Linked DNA regions of Hordeum vulgare: all the other regions are linked to region 1. A link is a contact called in public Hi-C data. All regions are on one chromosome and are shown on one strand. Each heading gives the region's core, a stretch centred on a gene start, on an enhancer-like site or on the middle of the called end of the contact. The rest is flanking DNA. Distances are from core to core; before and after follow the strand shown.

Evidence for each region. A called contact is a pair of places that touch in the nucleus more often than the background predicts.
Region 2: a Hi-C map of leaf shows a contact between it and region 1, with 6 times the contacts expected there. The contact joins the promoter of LOC123412300 here to the promoter of LOC123440764 in region 1. A contact is called at or near these places in 3 of 6 Hi-C or Micro-C datasets (leaf and seedling) and 1 of 1 datasets of contacts at active chromatin or transcription factors (embryo).
Region 3: a contact with region 1 is called in a Hi-C map of leaf, with 3 times the contacts expected there. The contact joins the promoter of LOC123440783 here to the promoter of LOC123440764 in region 1. A contact is called at or near these places in 4 of 6 Hi-C or Micro-C datasets (leaf and seedling) and 1 of 1 datasets of contacts at active chromatin or transcription factors (embryo).

Annotation. Positions count from the first base shown.
Region 1 is chr1H:406,557,043-406,559,742 of MorexV3_pseudomolecules_assembly, reverse strand. LOC123440764 (serine/threonine-protein kinase TOR) reads left to right here and starts at 1,285. Exons shown (of 59, transcript XM_045117316.1): 1 at 1,285-1,406; 2 at 1,644-1,719; 3 at 1,849-1,904; 4 at 2,532-2,700. The coding sequence starts at 1,674. It also overlaps the pseudogene LOC123399709.
Region 2 is chr1H:406,776,031-406,778,730 of MorexV3_pseudomolecules_assembly, reverse strand. It overlaps LOC123412300, which reads right to left and starts at 1,339. Exons shown (of 1, transcript XM_045105259.1): 1 at 294-1,339. The coding sequence starts at 968. The coding sequence ends at 477.
Region 3 is chr1H:406,803,045-406,805,744 of MorexV3_pseudomolecules_assembly, reverse strand. It overlaps LOC123440783 (receptor-like protein kinase FERONIA), which reads left to right and starts at 1,326. Exons shown (of 1, transcript XM_045117334.1): 1 at 1,326-2,700. The coding sequence starts at 1,576.

The DNA of each region.
Region 1 (2,700 bases), core at 36-2,535:
GCGCCGCGTGTTGGACGCCGGTTGGAGATGCTCTTAGGTTGTCCTATAGACCGAATAGCCCGTATAGACCGAATTAATAATAGCCCACGCATGCACGAGCGAGATCGCCACACCTCACGCTCAGCCTCGTTGCTTCACGCCCTTACCTCACGATTCACTCCCGTAGTCTCGTTTCCCAATGTCTCACTGTCTCCCACGACAAACCCTAGCCAGCCGCCGACAGCCGCCACTGTGGCCCGATGCTCCATCCCCTGTGAGCCCATGACCTCCGTCGCACCGAGCCGCCACGCTCCCTGAGCCCCTGACCAATGAATCCCGGCAGCCCGAGCCGTGCCCTGGACTGGTGACGCCAACGAGGCCGTCTAGCATCCGAGGCTCCAAGCCGTCAACCGTCATGCCCCGTGCCCCGTGCGTCGTGTCACATCACCAACGCTGACCCTCCCGCGTCTATCCGTCCCGTCTGTTAATCTCGTGCTCCACCTGGCAGCTGAAGGCGAGCAATCTTGACACACACACACACCTTTGTACATACATGTACCTCTCCTCTATGTAATTTTCATACAATTGTTACTGAAAAAAATATAAATCTAAGTTCTAGCAATTAATTTGGTCTCTTTGGTCGGGACCGAAGACCGAATATTGAAGAACCGAAAAGACGGAAATTATTTTAATCTTCACTTATGGAAGACCGAAATTTTTAAATACCAAAAAGACCGGACCGAACAAATCAAATAGACCGAACGTCCAGGGAGACACACGAGAGTGACGCGGAGTGTGAGTGAATTAGGCATTTTCGGTTTGCATTGTCATGTCAACATGATCGGTCAACACAGTCAAAGTCAAAACCACCTCAAATTATGTCCGAAATTACTTTAGTGAAAGATTTATCCGATTTTGCAGATTTGTGGTGTTATAAATAACCAGTTTAAACGTTATATTTAAGGGGAAAACTATACTTTTCTCTAGGAAATTACATATGGACCAGAGTGAAAAATGGCCCAACAAACAGGCTTTACTCGTCCCGACCCATCTCAGCCGGCTAGCCCAACAAACAACGCACGCAGGGACACTCGAACACACGCACCGAGCTCCTGCTGCCCCGGACCTTGGCCGCTCGGCTCCCAAACTCGCCGGCTCGCCGCCTGCCTCGCCGGACGCCGTCGCCCGTCACTGCCTGCCTCGCCGGACGCCGTCGCCCGTCACTGCCTGCCTCGCCATCGCTAGACGCCTAGGAGCCGCCCCTGCTCACCCCGCCCGCTCGGCGCTCGGCGCCATTGCGCCCCCCTGGCGCCCGCGCAAGCGGCGCCTGCCGCCCAGTCCGCTCTCCGCCGACTCCGGCAGTCGGCGGGCAGCAAGCCAGCAACCCTGCCAGGCGGCCAGCGTTTAGCCCGATTTGAGGACTTGAGGTAAGTTGTCCACTGCGGCACTGCTCATTCCCCAATTTCTGATTTAGGGTTTGCTCTTTGCTCTCTATTGCATCAATCAGTTGGAAGAGTCAAGTCTATTGCGTTAACTACAATCAGACTTGCTATCCAGTACATGAATACACAGTCCTGTAAACACATACACATTAATTTTTCTATCCAGTACATGAACATCTGATCAGTGACATAATAATTATTTACCCTGCTTTAAAATCCTAGATCCGCCACTGCTCTGGAGTCGCCGTCGACATGAAGCCCTCGCCGCACTTCCCGGAGATCGGGAAGAAGTCCAAAGGTACTCCCCGTTCCCCAAGTCATGGTTCCACTGTCTCCCTTCCGCTCCCGGATTGTTCCACGCCGTTTTTTCCAGGGATTTCTTTCTCCTCTGTGAGTGGCTAAAAATCAAGCTTCGTTTGGTGTGCAGATTTGATCCCCAAGGACCACAGTTTCAACATTGCAGCCTACATCTCATCTGGAGCGGTTTGTTTCCTACCTTCTCTTTGTTCCGATTTTGAGATTTCGGTGGTGTTGTTTGTGCGGTTAGGCTGGAGCTAGGGTTTTCGGCTGGAGTGGATGAACAGTCATGGGGTCTCATCTTCTTGCCGGAAGCTACTTGGGTCAATTGTTTTGTTGCTTGCGATGGTGCTGCTTGTTGGTGTTGATGTTGATAACGAAAATGGGGGTTTACCTGATCGGGTTATTTTGCTTGTGTTAGTAGTACTGTATGAATTAGCATGACAATAGCATGGAATACTGTCGTTCTATAGCTTCCCATATATATACTTTATTGAGTGGTTGTTTCACGCGCGCAGAGCTGTTGGGCTATCAGATGTACCATGAAATCTAGGAACAGGCGTTGGTCTTATGGTGGAAATAATGCGAAGTTAGTAGTTCCCACATATGGTTTTTGCGTTGATGGCAATGCAACATAGATGTCATTCCTAATTTGGTACTTTTGGGTTTTTTGAGGTTTGGCTCCTTGGATAGTTAACCTCAAGACTCTTTGGTTGTTGATACTGCTTATTCCTTATGTTGACTGGCACCTATCTTCGTATATCGAGCAATATGCTTTTCTAGATTGATACATTTTGTACTCCTCTCTAATAGGATGTTATTGCTGCTGCCCTGCGGAAGCATGTTGAGGAGGAAGCTCGAGATCTCAGTGGTGAAGCTTTTCTTAGGTTTATGGATCAGCTATATGAGCAGATATCTAGTTTATTGCAAAGCAACGATGTTTCTGAAAATTTGCTGGCTCTCCGTGCTATCGATGCATTGA
Region 2 (2,700 bases), core at 90-2,589, 220 kb before region 1:
CCCTCAACAGCATCAATTCTATAAGCTCAAAAGTTGCGCGTTCTCCGCTTCCTGATTCTTCATTCTTGCACACTAATTCTGTTACCATCCACGCTTAATTATATGCAACTAACCACAAAGCCGCCGCTTGAGACCAGACGCCTTGTTTCTAAAACTATTCCAACAACATCCTGCGGATTTCAGTAAATTTAGCCGACAGTAGAGCCTGCTTCCGTGGATTTCGCGCTAGTTTTACGGATTAAAATTCGGAAGAGAACGAGAAAGAAGAAGAAGAAGAAACTGAAGAGGACTTATCAATCCTGTAACAGTAGACCATTTTGCAAATTGCAGCAAAGACGTAGTACCACAGAGCTTCTACCATACACGCTAGACAGGAGCACACTTCGCATGTTGTGCGCGGCGAAACAGAGGTGCAAACTGCGTGACAAGCCAGCGTCCGCGCCGCGCGGATCGGCGGCCGATGGGCGGGCGGGCTGTCAGGCCACCGTGGCCGCGGCCGGCATCGCCATCGGGGCGGGGCCGACCACCAGCGCGGCGTCGCCGGAGAGAGGGATGACGCCGCCGCGCGCCAGGATGGACCGGTACATCTCCACCAGCACCTTCTCGTCGTACTCCTTGAGCGGCCGCGGCCGCGCGAAGGGCTCGGCGCCGGCGCAGAAGGGGGCGGAGCCGTACCCCACGGCGGCGGAGGACGCGAGCCGGAGCATCGCGCTCACGTACGCGTCCCGGAGCCGCGCCAGCAGCCGCCGCGGCGAGAGCGCGCGCAGGAGCCGCCGCCCGAGGCCGCGGCGCCGGACGCGCCACCCGCGCCGCCGCCCCGCGGTCGCCGGCTCCCCGGCGCCGAGCTCGGCCTTGGCGAGGGGCGGGCGGCGCTGCGCGGCGGCCGCGTCCAGGCGGTCGTACCCGCGGTGCTTCCAGTAGGCCTTGATGCCGCCCTTGCGGGTGCTGGTGGCGGAGGCGCCGGCCATGGCTGCTCTCGGGCTTCTTGGTTCCGTGGAGCCGCGGATGGCTGGCCTCTCGGTGCCCTGATCTCGCGTGGTGTACGAAAATGGTGGGTGGTTTGTAATGGCAGGGGGTGTGTATGTTCTACTAGCTGCCCTGCACTTATACCTGTGTCATCACAGAGCTAGTAGTGTTTTTCTTTTCCTTCTTATTCTGGAGTACTACTCACCAAGTCACGATGCCTCTGTAGATTCTAGATTACTGGGGTTTAACCTTATCTCAGATTGTACTGTGCTACTACAGTAGTACTACTAACTTACGGCGTTCAGCGCATCATTTAATTTCTCTTCTTGTTTCAAGGAAAATCGCCATCTCGTGCAAAGGACAAAAAGTATTCCATACACGAGTTTTTTTTTTTGAACACCGAGTACAATGCACTTCCACCACCACACACGCATGTACTCGCACCATATCTACTTGAAAATGCAGCTGAAGGTCTCAAATCTGGGTTCTGATTTCCGATGGCTAAGTGTGCGGGCGAAGTTTGTCTTCTTACAAGTAACCTTCCTCTCTTGCAAAATTTGGACAGAAATTAACATGACTGCAAGCTTGCTTGACCCCGGTTTTTCTTTTTGTTTTTTTGCTTGACTCCATTAAGTGGCGTGGTCGCCATCACAATTAATCAGCCGGACAATTTCGTTATACGTCATGCATGGCGCCCGTTAACATCAAGTTATCGACTATAGTTTCCGTACAGAATTAGGCATTTCTGTTTTGCCTGCTTTACTTGGAAAGTAATTTTCGTTATTGGTTTGCCTTTGGTTTTCTTCATTTTTACCCGTTTGACATTGATGTTAGCCTTTGTTTGATATTAATGAATAATCAATAAGTCATGGTTGTGTTTATCAATTTTGAAAAATAGTGGTTTGCCTTTACTAACTCTTCCACCTCTTCATTTATCTTATTTCCTTCGTTTCTAAATATAAGACTTTTTAAAGATTTTACTATGCACTACATACGAATGTATATAGACATATTTTTAAGTATAGATTCATTCATTTTGCTTCTTATGAGGTCTATAGTAAATTTTTTTTAAAGATCTTGTATTTAGGAACGAAAGGAGTACATGGCATGTCTAAGAAAGCACCATTGTACATGTCTAGGGATCCTCACACATCTTATGTTAAATGTTAAAATGTTCATGGAAAAGCATAAATAACCTTGCTTAGTCATCGCGAATGACGGACCATACTGTTAGGCTGCTATGCTAGAAGTGGTTTTTATTATTAATGCAATGGTGGTCGCCATCATAATTAACTAGGCCACTTATTCCGTTAGCACGTCATTCATGATGCGGCTTATATCCAATCTGGGGCTGACGTGTTGAGATTAGGCTGTTCGGTGGTACTGTGCATGGATGGTAAGCCGATACCTTGTACTGCACGCATGCATCATTGTGTCTTTCATAGCATCTACTCAAAAAAAAAAAAAAAGCTACGGACGTGCCTGAATGTATTCGTAGACACTGATCAGATACTCCTCACTTAAATCTCTTCGCATCTGAACATATCATATATGAAATCTTAAAACCATACAAAACTTTTAAAGAAAATTATATACATAGTATATAGATTAATTAATTCACAACTACGCTACTTATTTTGTTAGAGATGTCTACTATCGTTGTGCCGGTTTTCGGGTATATGACGGTGGACTCAACTATCACTCCTGCTCTGCATCCGCCTCGATATTCACCTC
Region 3 (2,700 bases), core at 77-2,576, 250 kb before region 1:
CACAAGTCATGGCGTTGCTGCCCCACTATGCAACGCCTGTCTACCGTGACGTTGCTGCCCTACAGTGATACGCCTGTCTACCGTGACGTTTTTTTTTTTTGCAACGCCAGTCTACCGTGGCGTTGCAGACCCACTGTGAAACGTCAACAGTGTTGGCGTTGCTGCCCTACAGTGACACGCCTGTCTACCGTGGCGTTTTTTTTTGTTGCAACGCCAGTCTAATGTGGCGTTGCAGGCCGATTGTGAAACGCCAACAGTGCTGGCGTTGCAGACCCACTATGGACGCAGCGACGACATCCAGCCAACCCACGGCATGCTGCCAGCAACATGTGTGTTATTGAAACGCCATGGACCATGGCGTTTCACTCGTGGCCTGCAACGCCACATTAGACTGGCGTTTGAGTGGGTCTGCAACGCCACATTAGACTGGCGTTTCTATGTACGTCTGCAACGCCACGGGCTCTGGCGTTTCAAAAAAGGTCGGATCGTGAAATGGTTTCAATCAGAGTTCATTCCGTGAAATACTTTCATCCCATGGGTCAAAATCGTGAAAAAATCCAACGAACGCCAACGGATAAAATGAATCGCCCCATTAAAATTGCTCTTAGGGCATGACCAACGCTCCAGCTTGGACCGCTGCCCCGTTGATCCACGTTGGAGGACCTGCTGACGTGGAGGAGAAAGGGAAAAAGACTGATGCTTGCAGATCGAGACGGGATCTTGCAGAAGAGGCTGCTTCCTCACCGTAATAAAGTGTTAGAAAGGTAAAAAAAAGAAAGGAAAGAGCGAAAGAGAACGGGAAGACGGCGGTAGAACTGGAAAAGGCACAAGCGGGAAAGGACGTGGGGCACCCGAGGTGATGCTGCTTCGGTTGGACAGAAACTATTCATACGATGGCCCCGCAGTTTTTTTTCATGCGTGAAGGTTGAAACCACAACATTCTAGCGCCTCCATAGTTTATGCCCTTATGTCCTTTCAATGACTACATTGCAGTAAAAATTACCTTTACGAATAAATAGGAAATACGTACCTTTACAAGAAAAAGGGTCATTGTCATCATCTTGACAGTCGAGATGGGAACGCAGGCGCTGCGCAGGTCAAACCGTCAAAATGACCGGGATCTCTTGACGAGACGGTGCACGTCGCGACCCCTAACCCATGTTAGCGGGGCCCACACCTGCCCTCCTCCTCCCGCCGCGTCGCCCTCTCGCTTTCTCTCGGCACTGATTGCGCCGACCCCGTCGCTGGTGGGTCCCCTCGCCCCGTTGCCCCGTTCCGTGTTGGCTCGGCTGGCTCACAGCTTGCATTTGGCAGCGGCAGCAGCCTTCCTCAGCCGCGCCCCCTGCTGGCTGGCCACCGCGTCCTCCACCACTGACCCCCCCCGCTTAATGCCGCGCCCGTAGTCCCCGAAACCACTCCCACCTTCTTCCTCGACCCCTCTCTCCTCCCCACCACCACCGCGGCCGCCATCTCCCGCACCCGCACGCAAATCTGCCCCAGATCGGCGCCGGGAGAGCCGTTTGATGGGCGATCTGTGAGCCGCGAGCTAACGCAGAGCTACACGCAGCTCGCGCCATGAGAGGAGGCCCGAGATGCGCGCTCCTCCTGCTGCTCCTCGCCGCTTGCGCGGCGCTCGTCCCCGCGGCGTGGGCGCAGGGAGGGGGCGACGCGCCCGCGCCCGCGGCCCCGTTCGTGCCGCGGGACGACATCCTGCTCGACTGCGGCGCCACGGGGAAGGGGGACGACACGGACGGCCGGCAGTGGGCCGGCGACGCCGGCTCCAAGTACGCGCCGCCGAACCTCGCCTCGGCCGCCGCGGGGGCGCAGGACCCCTCGGTGCCGCAGGTGCCCTACCTCACCGCGCGGGTCTCCGCGGCGCCCTTCACCTACTCCTTCCCGCTCGGCCCCGGCCGCAAGTTCCTCCGCCTGCACTTCTACCCGGCCAACTACTCCGACCGGAACGCCGCCGACGCCTTCTTCTCCGTCTCCGTCCCGGCCGCCAAGGTCACGCTCCTCTCCAACTTCAGCGCCTACCAGACCACAACGGCGCTCAACTTCGCCTACATCGTCCGGGAGTTCTCCGTCAACGTCACCGGCCCGACCCTCGACCTCACCTTCACCCCGGAGAAGGCCCGCCGCAACGCCTACGCCTTCATCAACGGCATCGAGGTCGTCTCCTCCCCAGATCTCTTTGACCTCGCCACACCCTTCTTCGTCACCGGCGACGCCAACAACCAGCCATTCCCGATGGATCCCGGTGCTGCTCTGCAGACCATGTACCGGCTCAACGTCGGAGGCCAGGCGATCTCCCCCTCCAAGGACTCCGGCGGGGCTCGGTCGTGGGACGACGACACGCCTTACATTTACGGTGCAGGGGCTGGGGTATCCTACCCGAACGATCCCAATATCACAATCACCTACCCCGACAATGTGCCGGGATATGTGGCGCCTCTGGATGTCTATGCCACGGCGCGATCAATGGGGCCTGACAAGGATGTGAACTTGGCCTACAATCTCACCTGGATAGTGCAGGTGGATGCTGGGTTCACATACCTTGTGAGGCTCCATTTCTGTGAGATACAATCCCCAATTACGCTGCCCAATCAGCGGGTGTTCAACATCTACCTCAACAACCAGACTGCCCAGACAGGGGCTGATGTGATCCAGTGGGTGGATCCCAAAAGTATTGGTACTCCAGTG